Regions from separate parts of the Sus scrofa genome. Here region 1 is linked to region 2. The links are chromatin contacts, called in public promoter capture Hi-C maps. All regions are on one chromosome and are shown on one strand. Each heading gives the region's core, a stretch centred on a gene start, on an enhancer-like site or on the middle of the called end of the contact. The rest is flanking DNA. Distances are from core to core; before and after follow the strand shown. Region 1 holds the start of ATG16L1 (autophagy related 16 like 1). Region 2 holds the start of PDE6D (retinal rod rhodopsin-sensitive cGMP 3',5'-cyclic phosphodiesterase subunit delta).

Region 1 (7,267 bases), core at 4,535-7,034, 1.2 Mb after region 2:
TTTGTTATTGAGTTGCATAGGCTGTTGGTGTATTGGGGGAATTAAGCCCTTATTGGTTTGCAAATATTTTGTCCCAGCCCCTAGGTCGTCTTTTCATCTTATTTATGGTTTCCTTTGCTGTGCAAAATCTTATAAGTTTGATTAGGTCTCATTTGCTTATTTTTGCTTTTATTTCTCTTGCCTTGGGAGCCCTAAGGAAACACTGGTACAATTCGTGTCAGAGAATGTTTCGTCTGTGTTCTCCTCTAGGAGTTTTACGGTTTTAGGATGTTGCTGTGTTATAAGGATGTGTTCTAACTTCACTGATTGACACGCAGCCGTGCAGCTTTCCCAACACGACTTGCGAAAGAGACTGTCTTTTCCTCGGTACCTATTCTTGTCTCCTTTGTTGAAGATCAATTGGCCATAGGTGTGTGGGTGTATTTCTGAGCTCTCTTTTCTGTTCCACTGATCCTTAAGTCTGTGTGTGTAGGCCACTACTATCCTGGTTTGATTATAGTAGCTTTATAGTATTGTCTGAAGTCTGGGAGGATTTCACCTCCTGCTTTGTTCTTTTTCCTCAGGATTGCTTTGGCAAGGCAGTCATTTTTAAAATATGAAGTCTAGGAGTTCCCGTTGTGGCTCAGTGGTTAATTCAGCTGGGAACCATGAGGTTGCAGTTCGGTCCCTGGCCTTGCTCAGTGGATTAAGGCAAAAAATAATAATAATAATAATAAAATAAAATAGGAAATCTAAATATATATATATGCAGTGGATGATGCAAACTGCATGGGGTTTAGTCCATGTGCACAGAGAGGTTTTCTGTTTTGTTTTGTTTTTTGTCTTTTTGCCTTTTCTAGGGCCGCATCCGTGGCATATGGAGGTTTCCAGGCTAGGGGTCTAATTGGAGCTGTAGCCACCGGCCTACGCCAGAGCCACAGCAATGCGGGATCCAAGCTACATCTGTAACCTACACCACAGCTCACGGCAACGCCAGATCCTTAGCCCACTGAGCAAGGCCAGGGATAGAACCCGCAACCTCATGGTTCCTAGTTGGATTCGTTAACCACTGAACCACGACGGGAACCCCTGGAGAGTCTTTATAATGAAAATATCCTGTAGTATTTATTCATATGTGTGCAGATACAACAAGAGCCAAGGGTTAAAAATGGCAGGTGAACCATTTTTACCATCCCAAAAGTGACGCCTAGAGGGGTCATCGGTGTATCTGAAAACCCACCTCAGCTGAGTTCTCAGCTAACCTTTGGTTTACTCTAGCAGCCACTGGGTTTACTAGGTTACAGCAGACAGTCAACACAGGAACTCGGTTAACCTAGCTTACTTTCACTTGCAGCACTGGAACTTTGAGAAGAACTGAAAGGGAGTGGAAGTAAAGAATAAAGATCACTATGAACAGGGGATCAGATCTTAAAGAATGAAAGCAAGAGGAAAAAAAAGAACGGAAGGGACTCAAACTCCCTGGGCCCCGCCCTCTGACCCTCTTCATATTCCTTGCATTCATAAATAACTGCTTTCAGACCCCCTTCCTGAAGAGGGCGCTCCTTGAGGTCAGGACCCGGCAGCGCTAACCCTGTGACTGAAACCCAGCTTCCCGACCACTTGACCACTGAGGGATAAAGCAGGAAGAGCAAAGGGAAAGGACAGGGACAAGTGGGACAGCCATCAGAAGCTGGACTCTGGGTTCCCGTCGTGGCGCAGCAGAAACGCCTCCAGCTAGCATCCATGCGGACACACGGTTCCATCCCTGGCCTCGCTCAGTGGGTTAAGGATCTAGCGTTGCTGTGAGCTGTGGTGTAGGTCACAGACGCAGCTTGGATCTGGTGTGACTGTGGTGTGGTCAGCGGCTGAAGCTCCAATTCCATCCCTAGCCCGGGAACCTCCATATGCTACAGGTGCGGCCTAAAAAGAGAAAAAAAAAAAAAAAAAAGAAGAAGTTGGACTTGAACTCAGAACTGGAGCATCTCTTCCCATTTATCTTACATCCATTACAGGCCGTCAGAATCTATTTCAGGGATGCCGCTTTCCAGCAAAGCAAGCTGAATCTTTTAGACTCTCATTATTTACCAGAACAAATAAAAACTCTTCTTTCAAGATTCATGATTTGTCTCCGGAATACTCAGACCACCTAATTTTCTCCTCCTTCCTATTGCTCAACCCCCATTCAGCCATTCCTCTCAGGGTCCCGGGAACCACCTTTGCTCTTCGCCAGGAAAAAGCCCTCCCTGCTGGCTAATGCAGGAATTGACTTCAAATTATTTCAAATTATTTTCTGACCTATGCATTCTAGCTGAGCCAAACTGCACTATCAGCTGAGACAGAAACTGGACAATGCAGTGGTTAAGGCAGAGACGCTAGAGTCAAATTGACTGTGTTTTGGGGGTTTTTGGTTTTGTTTTTAAACATGGGATGCTACTTTATTCTTTTTTTTTTTTTTTTTTTTTTGGCTGCACCTGCAGGATGTGGAAGTTCCTGGGCCAGGGATCAAACCCAAGCCACAGCAGTGTCAATGACGAATCCTTAACTGCTAGGCCACCAGGGAGCTCCCAAACTGCCTGTTTGAACCCAGATCTTGCCGCTAACTATCCAGGTGTGCTCTAAACACCCAGGTGTGCTCAGGTCAGTCACTTAACCTCTGCATGTCTCAGATTCCTAAGATGTAAATGAGAATAAAGATGCTAACAGGGGTTTCCATTGTGGCTCAGTGGTTAATGAATCCGACTAGGAACCATGAGGTTGCTTGCAGGTTCAATCCCTGGCCTTGCTCAGTGGGTTAAGGATCCGGCGTTGCTGTGAGCTGTGGTGTAGGTCACAGACACGGCTTGGATCTGGCATTGCTGTGACTCTGGCGTAGGCCGGCTGCTACAGCTCCAATTAGACCCCTAGCCTGGGATCCTCCATATGCCGAAGGAGCGGCCCTAGAAAAGGCAAAAAGACAAAAAAAAAAAAAAAAAAAAGTGCTAACAGTAGGTAAAAACAACCTTACTGAGTAGGTTGTTGGAGGATTCAGAGTTACACTATGTGAAATATTCAGAAGAGCACATGGCCCATGCTGTTGTAGAAGGGTTCCTCCTTGTTGGTTTCTCTCCCACAGGTGCAAGTGCTCTGCTGAAGAAAGGGTTTTATCAACAAACCTACGTTCGTTTCTGTAACTTTCTCTCTCATGTGTCGTACATGTATAATGCACAACAATTAGAAAATGCACATAAGGGAGTTCCTGTTGTGGCACAGTGGTTAATGAATCCAACTAGGAACCATAAGGTTGCGGGTTCGATCCCTACCCTCGATTAGTGGGTTAAGGCCTTGCTCAGTGGGCTAAGGATCTGCTGTTGCCGTGAGCTGAGGGATCCAGATGCGTCTTGGATCCCGCATTGCTGTGGCTCTGGTGTAGGCCAACAGCTGTAGCTCTGATTAGACCCCTAGCCTGGGAACCTCCATATGCCACAGGAGTGGCCCTAGAAAAGGCAAAAAGACAGAAAAAAATGCACATAAGATATAGAAAATACATACAATAAAAGGACACCAGAGTGTCTCTGCTACTGCCCAGAGATACTCCTATTTCCACAAATTCCATTCATTAATTAACAACATTTACCGAGCGTCTAATATATGAAAGGCTTCATGCTCCTGCCAGAGATAAAACGATAAGCAAAGACAGACACAACTCTTGCCACATAGTTTAGAGTCTGTGACGGAGAGACATGCCTTAAGCGAGTAAGGATAAAATACATGCAAAGCTGCTACTGTGATAAATGCTATAAGCAGAGAGGTACACATGTAATAGGGAGACTGAGCTAGTCGTGAAGGTCTGTTATTTGAAGGTTACGAGGAAGTGACTAGTGAGCTGAGAATTAACTCACAGAAATTAACTCAGAGAAGTCAGAAGGGAAGCATTTGCCCAACAGAAGCACAGTGAAGCCAAAGGTACTGCGTGGTGAGCAGAAAGGGGGTGGGGAGCCACAGTGTACACCAGACAAAGCTGGCCAGTTACGGAAGGGGCAGAACTAGAGTTTAGTATCCTTAGTTTAGAAATTATATTCTCCATTCATTCAACAAAATTTTGCCTATGAGGAGCCAGAGACACAGAAATTTCTACGTAAACTACATTGCTACCATATACTCCTATTATGAACTTTTTTTGAACAATAAATACACAGCAGTTTAACCCTTACTGGTGGAAATATATACAGATTGGTCCCCGCTCTCCGTTATTATTAACAACGTTGTGTCAAAGATTTCTCTGTGCGGGCATTTGTCCAAATATCTGTTTGCATAACTTCCTGTAAGGAAATCTGCTGGTTCTGCAAATTTGTGAACATGCTTAATCATAATCTTGTCTGGGGAATTAGCATAGTCAACTCTCAAGACCTGATGCAAGGCTCTTTTGAGGATGGTACCACTAGTATACTCTCAGTGACTTTCAGAAACTGCCTTTTCATTTTCCTCGGGGTGTGAGGAAGTCCCTTCTATTTCTGATCCCCGTGGGTCTTTCCCACAAATTCAGCTCACTCACCACTGGCTGCCAACAAAATATCTTTACAGCTCTAGGAGGCTGACTGTCCTACTCCCAGGCTCCACAGAAGATGAAAGGCTTTCTTATCTGTCTGTGAAGGATCTTCCTCTGGACTTGAGACACATGGAAAGAGAAGGCAGTTTCTGACATTCCTTTCCTCTCTTCTGCCTCCTACTTTGTTAATGAAGCAGATCTATTTTCATGAAGTAAATTCACTAACTTGCTGAAAGCAGATGGAGCTCAGATGATTCTATTACAGACCAAGGTTTTCCATTCTGAGTTGACAGATGCTATCATCTCCTGAGTCTGTGTCTTCTACCTCCCACTTCCATCTACTGGCTAATGGGCCTTTTCCTATTTCACGGTCCTTTTTGTATCCCAACCCTTAAATTACTTTCTAAGGATCCAGTCACTGTTAGGTCATAGGTAATTTCTAGGCTTCTAGTGATTAACATGGCTGCTCTGGTCACATCTTTCTTTAGCTGTTCTTTGCATTCCATTTCTTCACTGTAAATAAAAACTTGTTTCCCGGGTCAATGAGACGCTCTTGATAAAGCAACCAAACGTTGGATAGAACTCTGAAGGATATCAAGTCTAGGTATAAAGTTAGGCTTACCACGTACAGGCACAGTGTGAACTGTACTATAGAGGTAATTACTTTTAATCCTCATGACAACTCCGTGAGGTGGGTATCTTTCCTTCCCGCTTTAGGGAACTTCCCCATTTTACAAACTGGGAAACCTTAGGGAGGCTTAGGGAGGTTGTCACTATCTATGGTCGGGCAGCTACGATATGGGGAGTTTACAACTCCTGGTACAGTGGATAGAGAAAACGGAGACAGGCCAAGAAAGAAAATACAAAACAAAGAAAAGCAAGAGAAACAGCAGGTGGACAGAAACTGCCCTTTAACTGTTTCCTTCTCCCGCCCCCAACCCCGCAGGACAGAGCCTCCAACGTGGTCGGCACGCCTCCTAGCGGCCGCACCTCTACCACCGACACTTCCGGCCCCGGGATGGTGTCATTAGCGAGCGCCCGACAGGTGCGTGCGTGCGGCGTAAGACGTCGGGTGAGGAGGCGGTCCTTCCGGCCCAGTTCAAAGCTATTTCCGTCAGGGATCGGAAGTCCGTCCCGGATGGCATCGTCGGCGGCCTGCGCGCGGAGCTGAGTGCTGGGGCTGCAGGCCTCCAGCGCGCGCTGGCTGCCTCATGGTGCGGGCCCCGGCCGCCTGCTCCCGCTTGGCTATTCGGCGCTGAGGCGCCAGGGCAGCGGGCGATATGTCGTCGAGCCTCCGCGCCGCGGTCTTCCCTCGGTGGAAGCGCCACATCTCGGAGGAGCTGAGGCGCCGGGACCGGCTGCAGAGGCAGGCGTTCGAAGAGATCATCCTGCAGTGTGAGCGGCGGGCGGGCCCGGGGGCAGGCGGTGGACTCCGCCGAGGCACGCGGGGCGCTAGTGGGAACCGGAGGCCGAGCCCCCCGCGCCGCCCGCGGGCCTTTTTAGATCTTTTTCGCTCTTCACTTTTATCTTTGGGTGTGACTGCGGAGGCTCTCGCTACCGCATCGGGTATTCGTCACGGGCAGGCACCGTTCACGTTTCTGCTGGTAAATCCCAAGTGCACACAGCGCTTGTGTAGTTAAATAGCCAGGTTCCAGAAACATCCTGTTCCGGGCATCGCGTTACTGAAACAGTTACAGACTTTAGGCATTCACTCGCGCCATTATCGTCATCTTCTCAGTGCAGTGAAATGCTCGCCTTGCATTTCTCAGACCTGTTCTTCACCTCGATGTTCTTTGATTTTAAAATATTTAGAGTCTTTTAACGTATTTTTCAGTTGGGACATCATAGTCTTTACCGTTATTGAAAATTTCTGTATGAAAGAGGTGGCTCACACCCACCCCCGCTGCTGCAATTCGAGTACAGAAGTGTTTGTGCCCTTAGATACCTTCTAATGAGCATTTCCTTGCCCCACTTCCTCCCCCCATTTTTTTTTTTTTTTTTTTAACCAGAACTAATGACACACTTCGGGGAAGAAACAAGCATTCTTCTGACCTATTGTTTTGTCTTCCTCTTGAAGTAAGCCTGCAAGCCTCAAATTATGTTGATGATGGGATTCAAGTACTATTGTTGTCCTTTATTGAATTCTGATTATACTAGATTTGTGGTTCCTGAATGTATGGGCACATGAGAATCAGGTGGGGACTTTTTTTTTTTTTTTTTCATTACAAAGCCCAGACCACACCCTAGGCCAGCTGAACTGCAGTGTTAGAGAGTGGGACACAGGATTCAGGATTTTTGATGCTCCCCAAGTGATTCTAATATGCAGGCAAATTTAAGTGCTATGGTAAATAGTTGGCATGTATCGTTTCACTTGGTCTTTCCAAAAATTCTCTGAGGCAGATCCTATTATTGCCCTTTTTCCAAAGAGGAAACTGAGACTGTGGGAGATTAGGTAATGTTTCTGGGAAGGTACAGCGGATAAATGGTAGGTCCTGGTTGGGCACACAGTCTCAGTGGCTTCTTTTTTGCATTTGCTTTTCTCTCTTCATCCCCTAAGAAGTAGCTTTCCTTGCTTTTGCCAAGCCCCTCCTCTTAACTAGGATGTGGAGAAAAGGGTGGCTGTGCCACTCTTGTGCTAATTCCTTACAGTCTGAGAAGCCCCAGCCGCCCAGTGCTGTTTCGGAAAAGCCGAAAGCACAGGAAACGCCTTCCTCAAATGGGATTCCGTCTTGGGTCACATGAATTCAAGTCATCAGGTGTTTT
Region 2 (6,818 bases), core at 274-2,773:
AAACTTCCTGTAACTTTTTTGCTGTTGTGTTTTAAAATTTATACTTGGTTTCTGATTATGACAAAGCAATTAAAACTTGCAGGGGTGACATGGGCATTGTGAAAACACAGAGTCAGCTCAGAGAACAGGGATTGACTAAACCTCCAGGGGAGGTGCCCTAAATGGTAACTACATCTTCACTGAGAGAAGAATTTAAGCATGTTCCATATGGTAGGTATAGGAAGAGATTAAGGTCAGTAGGAAAATGTAAAATTGGAATGGACAAGATTGCATTTTTTTTTCATCTGCATCATATGGTCACAGATTAACACTCCATTAAAACACCAAGCCTCACGACAGTGAGAAGGTTGCACCCGCTGCACCGTAACAGGCCTGAGGCAATGATTTCTATATCCTACTAAATCCTACGGTGTCCCCAACGTAATCAAATAATTGCTGGACAGCTCCACCAGCTCTACGCGTTAACCACACAAACTGGACGGAGCAGAAGCCTTTGCCAGGAGTCCCAGTGCAAAACCACAATACCTCGAGGCATCGCACCGCATCTCACACACACAAATTTAGGGCCCTTATTTCGCTGGAAAATAAAACTGAGGAGCTAAGGGAGAAGCAGCGACCGCCCAATGCCTCCAAGGGCCGAGACAGAGTTAAGATGAGGTCCATCTCAGACTTCTCCCGCCGCACCTGCCTCTCCAGCCCTGGAAGGAGCCACAAGTGAGGAAGAGAAGTTGTGGAAACAAGCCGCGGGGGGTGGGGTGGGGTGGGATGGGATGGGAGAACCCGAGACAGTTCGATACCCGCTTCTGCATTTGTCCCACACAAGGTCACTCGCTCCAAGTCACTTTTCCCTGCTGCCCGGGTGGGCTTCCCGCCAAAGAGGCAGCTGGGCTTCGAGGCCAGCCCACCGCGCCCCCTCGGCCCTTGCCTGCGGGCCGCAGCTCCTTCCCGGCCTCTCTTCTCGGACCCAAGCGCGCCTTCCCGACACCCGTTTCCGACGCCCTGCGCCTCTCTAAGCTCAATTCCGGGGCTCCTCGCCTCTAACCCCGGGGCTCCCGTCAACGTCCCCTCCCTCCCTCCCTCCGGACGTCCCTCTCCGCGCCTTCTGCGCCCCGTCCCGCCGGGGACCCGGGACGCCTTTCCTTCCCTCCCTTCCCACCGCCCCCTCCCGGGTGCCCACCTGGTGCGGCCCCCGCCCCCGGCCGGTCTCCTCAGCGAGCGGCCGCCTCCCAAGTCCTCCCGGCCCCGCCCCGCTCCCGGGTGGATACAGTTTGAAGCCCCTCAGGATCTCCTTGGCCCGCTCGTCCTTGGCTGACATGATGCGGCGGCCGCCGCCTGCGGCTCTCCCTCGCTGGCCCGGCGGAGCCTCGCAGATGGTGCCCAGGAGCCGAGGACCGAGCCGGCCTGGACACCTCGGGCGAGCAGCGGCTGCGACCAGACCCGGACCCGCCTCTCCCTCCCCTCAGCTCCCACTCCTGATCCCTTCTCCTTCCCCCTGGCCGCGGAGCGCCCGCCCGGAAGCCAATGGAAAGCCCGTCTTGGCGATTGGCATCTTGATCAACCAATAGAAACACTCAGCGGCTTCGCAGGGGGACGAAGAGCGTCAATGGGAAGGGCCCATCCCGGGAAGTCCCGTAGGACAGATTTTTTCATTCGGTGTGGTTGCCTAGAGTTTGCCTCAGAGGAGGGTTGGCTTCAGATCGGCAGAGGCTCCAGGGGCTTGCTCCTGCGGCTGGGGACAGTAGGGCTCTGAGATGACGGCAGGCTGCCCTGTGCGATGTGGCGGAGACTACACTTCCCAGCATTCTAGGGGGTTGTCCGAGGGACCACATATCCCAGCACGCAACAAAAAGCCCAGGGACTGCAAATCCCAGCATTCCCTGCACCCTAGTCCTCTGTAACTTAGATTCCAGTGTGCCGCGCAGTGTGCGCAAATTCATACATCTGCCTGTAGGCTTGGTGGTTTCTGAATCCCGAGACTTGAAACTCTTTGGGAAGATCCTCTTCAACCTCAAAAGAAGATGACAGCCCACAGAGAGACAACTTGTATTTACATGGAACTCAGAAATCTCCTGCAAATCATGGTAAGCCTGAAACAACAAACCCCAAAACACTGATTAAACCATGAAAGCTAATATAACAAAATGACTCGTTGAAATCAGGCTTGCTCGTTGGCCTGGGGCGCCTTTTACGTGTTTTGTAGAGGTCTCTGCTGTGCTCCTGCGTTGGACTGGAAGAGATATGGATTGTGAACTCAGAATATCAATACAGTTAGGCTTAGGAGAATTTGCTAATCCAGCCCCTGTTTTACATATGAAGAAACCGAGGCCCAAAGAGGCAAAAAGATTGTTCACAGGTTACAGCAAGTTGGGGCAGAGTTAGGATTGGGCTCTTAAGTCTACTGTAGTCTGGGCTCTTTGCTCTACACTAGGGTGGTGATATTTTTAGCAGCATGGCTATGCTATCTTAATATTCTCCTTGGTGAAGTTTTCCCACTCAGGTTGAAACACCCAGAGGTTAGTGGGAATAAAAAATGTTGCCTGCCATTTCAGTAAACAATGAATGTTACCCACTATCAAGCCACTGGCCACTGAAGCCACCCCGGAAGATGGGCTCAGAGGTGAATTCAGGATACATGGAGGAAAACAGGATACTTGCCCTACATAGTTAAGATGCATATCTAAGGAATAATTTCAATGAGCCCAGACTCTTGCTTCTTCCCATTCATAGAAAAGCATTAATCATTAATCCGAGATGTCTAGTTTTTGTGATTGGCAGTGCTCTTTTGTGTTCGACTAAATGTTCATTTTTTTTTCGGGAAAAAACTGTGTATCCTGGCTCCTCCCATATCTCTTTGGAGCAGTTCCTCAAAGCTATCTGAGGGGCTGTCTCCCAGGCTATAGTCCTCAATAAGTCCCCCCACCCCATCGCACCCCTGCCGGAAATAAAACATAACTCACAACTTTTAGGTTGTGTGTTTTTCTTCACTCGACCTTAGGTAAGCATTTATTTGGTGGATTTCCTACAAGTGAAGGAGGATAACGTTTGTTTATCCCCAGTCCAGATAAGACCTGGTGTTTTATTTATTCTTTGTTATTCAAGGTGACATTTAATGTGATTTCAGAAACTAGGCAAAATTGTAGTGTAAGCTAAGGTTTCCTTGGAGATCTGCTGTCTCTTTTCCTAGGCCTACGTCCCTCCTCCTGTCTCCCTTTTACCCACCTGGGAACTCATCCAATTTTTCCTTCCATGTAATTTAACAAACAGCTTTTTCAGTTTTCATTATTGGCCAGGCTCTCTGCTGGTAGAAAGTGAAAGACATGATCACTGCTAGCAGAAGATAACCATCTAGTTAGGGAAATAGGCTCCCCTGAAATTCAAGACGGGCTGTGATAAATGCACAAAAGAAAGGACGGTTAGAATGCTCTAGAGGCCCCAGTGGCAGGGATAGGAATTTTTTCTAGGTTAAATTTTTTTATCTGTACATTTTTTTGTTCATGAGGATAACATATATAGCAAGAAAACAGTTTTTTCCACATGCATATGTATTATCCTCCCCCCAATCAGGGTATAGAATATTTCCAGCATCTCCTGTATTTCCCTTCTCAGTCAATACTGCATCCTCATCTACGTCTTTTCTGACAGATCACTTTTGCCTATTCTCGAATTTCATTTAAATGTAATCATACAGTTTGAGTCTGACTTTTTGCATTCATCGATATTTTTGTGAGATGCATTCATGTTGTATGTAGTCATAGCTTGTTTTTAACAAATTGCTGAATAGTAGTCCATTGTATGTATGCAGCACTATTTATCTACTCTGCTGTTCCTGGGCATTTAGATTTTCAGTTACCAGTTTTCGGCTTTTAGTAACAAAGCTGCAGTGAACGTTCTTGTTTGTTTCTTTTTGTGGACCCCTGCCCTTGTGTCTACAAGAGGGCTTGCGTGGAGGGCGTATGATCAGCAATAGTAGATATTGCCAGTTTTCTAAAGTATTTGTACCAGTTTTCACCTTCACTAGCAACACAAGAGTGTTCTAGTTGATGCTTATCCTTGACAATACAGGGTGGTGTCAATTTAAAAATGTTTAACTATTTTGGCTAAATGTGGTTATCTTATTCTAATTTTTATATGCATTGTCTTTGGTGTCGAGCACTTTTTCATATGTCTTTTGCCCAGTTTTTAAATTGGGCTGATTCTCCTCTTATTAATTTGTAGGGTTTTTTTTTTTTTTTGGTCTTTTTAGGGCCACACCTGAGGCATATGGAGGTTCCCAGGCTAAGGGTTGAATCGGAGCTATAGCCGCTAGCCTACAGCACACCAGATCCGAGCTGCGTCTGCGACCTACACCACAGCTCACAGCAATGCCTGATCCTTAACCCACTGAGTGAGGCCAGGGATCGAACCCGCAGCCTCATGGTTCCTAGTCGGATTCGTTTCTGCTGTGCCACAGCGGGAACTCCCAATTTGTGGCTCTTAATATAGTCTGGATATGGAGTTCTTTGTCTGATACATGCTTTACAAATATCTTTTCCAAGTTTGTGGCTTATCTCTTTAGACTTGTACTGGTGTGTGTGGGTTTTTTTGTTTTTGTTTTTGTCTTTTTGCCATTTCTTGGGCTGCTCCCGCAGCATATGGAGGTTCCCAGGCTAGGGGTCGAATCGGAGCTATAGCCGCTAGCCTACACCACAGCCACAGCCACACCAGATCTGAGCTGCGTCTGCGACATACACCACAGCTCACAGCAATGCCAGATCCTTGACCCACTGAGCAAGGTCAGGGATCGAACCCGCCACCCCATGGTTCCCAGTCGGATTCATTAACCATTGAGCCATGACGGGACCTCCTGTACTGGTGTTTTTTCATAAAGAGAAATTCTTAATTTTAATGTAGTGCCATAGTTCAGTGTTTCCTTTTTATGATTAGTGCTTTTTGCATTGTATAAGAAATCTTTGCCTCTCTGGTTGGTGGATTTTTTTTTCTTTCTTTCTTTGGCCTCGCCTGCAGCATGCAGAAGTTCCTGGCCAGAGATCAAAGCCAAGCTACAGCAGTGACCCAAGCCGCAGCAGTGACAACACTGGATCCTTAACCCGAGGCACCACCACAGAACTTCCTGGTGGGTGGAATTTTCGCAGACAAATATGAGGGAAGAGCATTGCAAAAAAGAGAGCAAGCTTGAGCCTAGGCCCTGGGGTCAGAGAGGGAAGATGTAAGTCCTCTTGGGAGGCGTGGAGTTTGGGCTCTAATTAGGGTAGAGCAAGACAAAGCTGGAAAGGTAGGAAAGAGGCATACTGAGAGGGACTTTAACTGTAGCCTTGGCATCTGGACATGATTGTGGAGGAGGCGGAGGCACAGCTGGAATATTTATAATTAAACAGAACTTAGTTGTCCTCCTACCATCAAATTTGCCCCTTCTCTGCAGCCCTGTTCACCTAACACCTCCTCCAGACAGCTCTGGCCTCCCCAGCCAGAATCCAGGGCAATAGCTTCCTTTCCCTGCATTCAGATGGTCGCCAGGTCTGATAGATTCTATGGTCTAAATGTCTCCAACAAGGACCATTCTCTTTGGTCAAGATCTCACAGTCTTTTAACTGGAATTTATCAGTCCCCTCAAGGGTTTCCCATCCTCCAGTTCTCTCCCCATCTAATCCATTCCTATAGCAGCTAGTGTCCAAAATGGCAATTATTCAGACCTCTCCACAGCTTAAACCCCCGAAATGGCTCCCCAGTGTCCTTGAGATAAAATAAAAATTCTTTTACATGGCTTATACTCTTTCTGATGTGCTTATTCATTCTTCCAGGCTCAACGCAAGCCTCATTTCCTCCAAGAGGCTGCCTTAAATAACCTGTCCCCAGGGCAGAGACAGGAGAGCCTTATCTGAACCCCTGGGGTGCCTGTGGCACCACCTGTCATAGCCCTGTCCTTCCCAGGAGCTTCCAGTTCTCCAAGGTAGGAACTTTGCCCCCTTTATTCCTCCTTTTGCCTGTAAGGTGCCAGCTTTCTCTTTACCAACACATTCTCTTCTATGCTTCCAAAGCGTTGTTATTCTCTTTCATAGCACTTAATACAGTGAAGCTTTTTGAGGGCAAGAACTTTGTCTTATCTTCGTATAAACTTCTAGGACATAATATGTACTGAAGAATTTTAAAAAATAAATGAATGAGTTGAAGTTCTCCCTTGTCGCTTCGGGTTAAGGAGCCAGCTTTCTCACTGCAGCAGCTTGGGTCATTGCAGTGGCGCAGGTTCAGTCCCTGCCTAGGATTCCACATGCTGCAGGTGAGGCTGCTAGGGGGTTGGTGCTAGGCTCCTTTGCCTCATCTGATTTCTGCATTCTGAATGCACAAAAGGTAAATAGGGCTCTTTTTCTCATCTTCAAGACCCGAAAATCTTTGGTATATACTTTAAAGGAACCAGCTTAAGCGTTCAGTTATATGACATTCTTAGCCATCTTCCAGGGAAGTTGGTAAGTACCAGATGCAATGCAAGGAATATCATTATGGTCACAGAACCGTTGTTGACTCAACCCATCTTTTGCTTATTTTAAAATATGTCCTGAATAGAAGTGAGGGACATGGTCTTTGGCTTCAGGTAGCCGGAGTTTCAAAGCTGACTTTGGCACTTACTGGCATTTGGATTTTTAGGTTTAGTTATCTCACCCGAAAAATGGGAATAATATTACAGGCCATAGAGTTAAGAGAATTCAGTGAAACAACGAACAGCACTTGGCACATGGAAAAACGCTCAGTAAACGGTGGTTGTTACTAGGCTTAATAATGTTTCTGTACCGCGGCGGTAGCCACAGTCACCATAGGGAGATTGT

Evidence for each region. Promoter capture Hi-C pulls out the DNA fragments that hold promoters and counts their contacts.
Region 1: a promoter capture Hi-C map of liver shows a contact between it and region 2, with 13 times the contacts expected there. The contact joins the promoter of ATG16L1 here to the promoter of PDE6D in region 2. A contact is called at or near these places in 1 of 5 promoter capture datasets (liver) and 2 of 47 Hi-C or Micro-C datasets (heart right ventricle and liver).

The regions. Positions count from the first base shown.
Region 1 is chr15:133,645,680-133,652,946 of Sscrofa11.1, forward strand. ATG16L1 (autophagy related 16 like 1) reads left to right here and starts at 5,785. Exons shown (of 17, transcript NM_001190273.1): 1 at 5,785-5,899. The coding sequence starts at 5,785.
Region 2 is chr15:132,425,155-132,431,972 of Sscrofa11.1, forward strand. It overlaps PDE6D (retinal rod rhodopsin-sensitive cGMP 3',5'-cyclic phosphodiesterase subunit delta), which reads right to left and starts at 1,524. Exons shown (of 5, transcript XM_003483755.4): 1 at 1,266-1,524. The coding sequence starts at 1,315. COPS7B (a long non-coding RNA gene) reads left to right here and starts at 1,869. Exons shown (of 7, transcript XR_002339490.1): 1 at 1,869-2,081.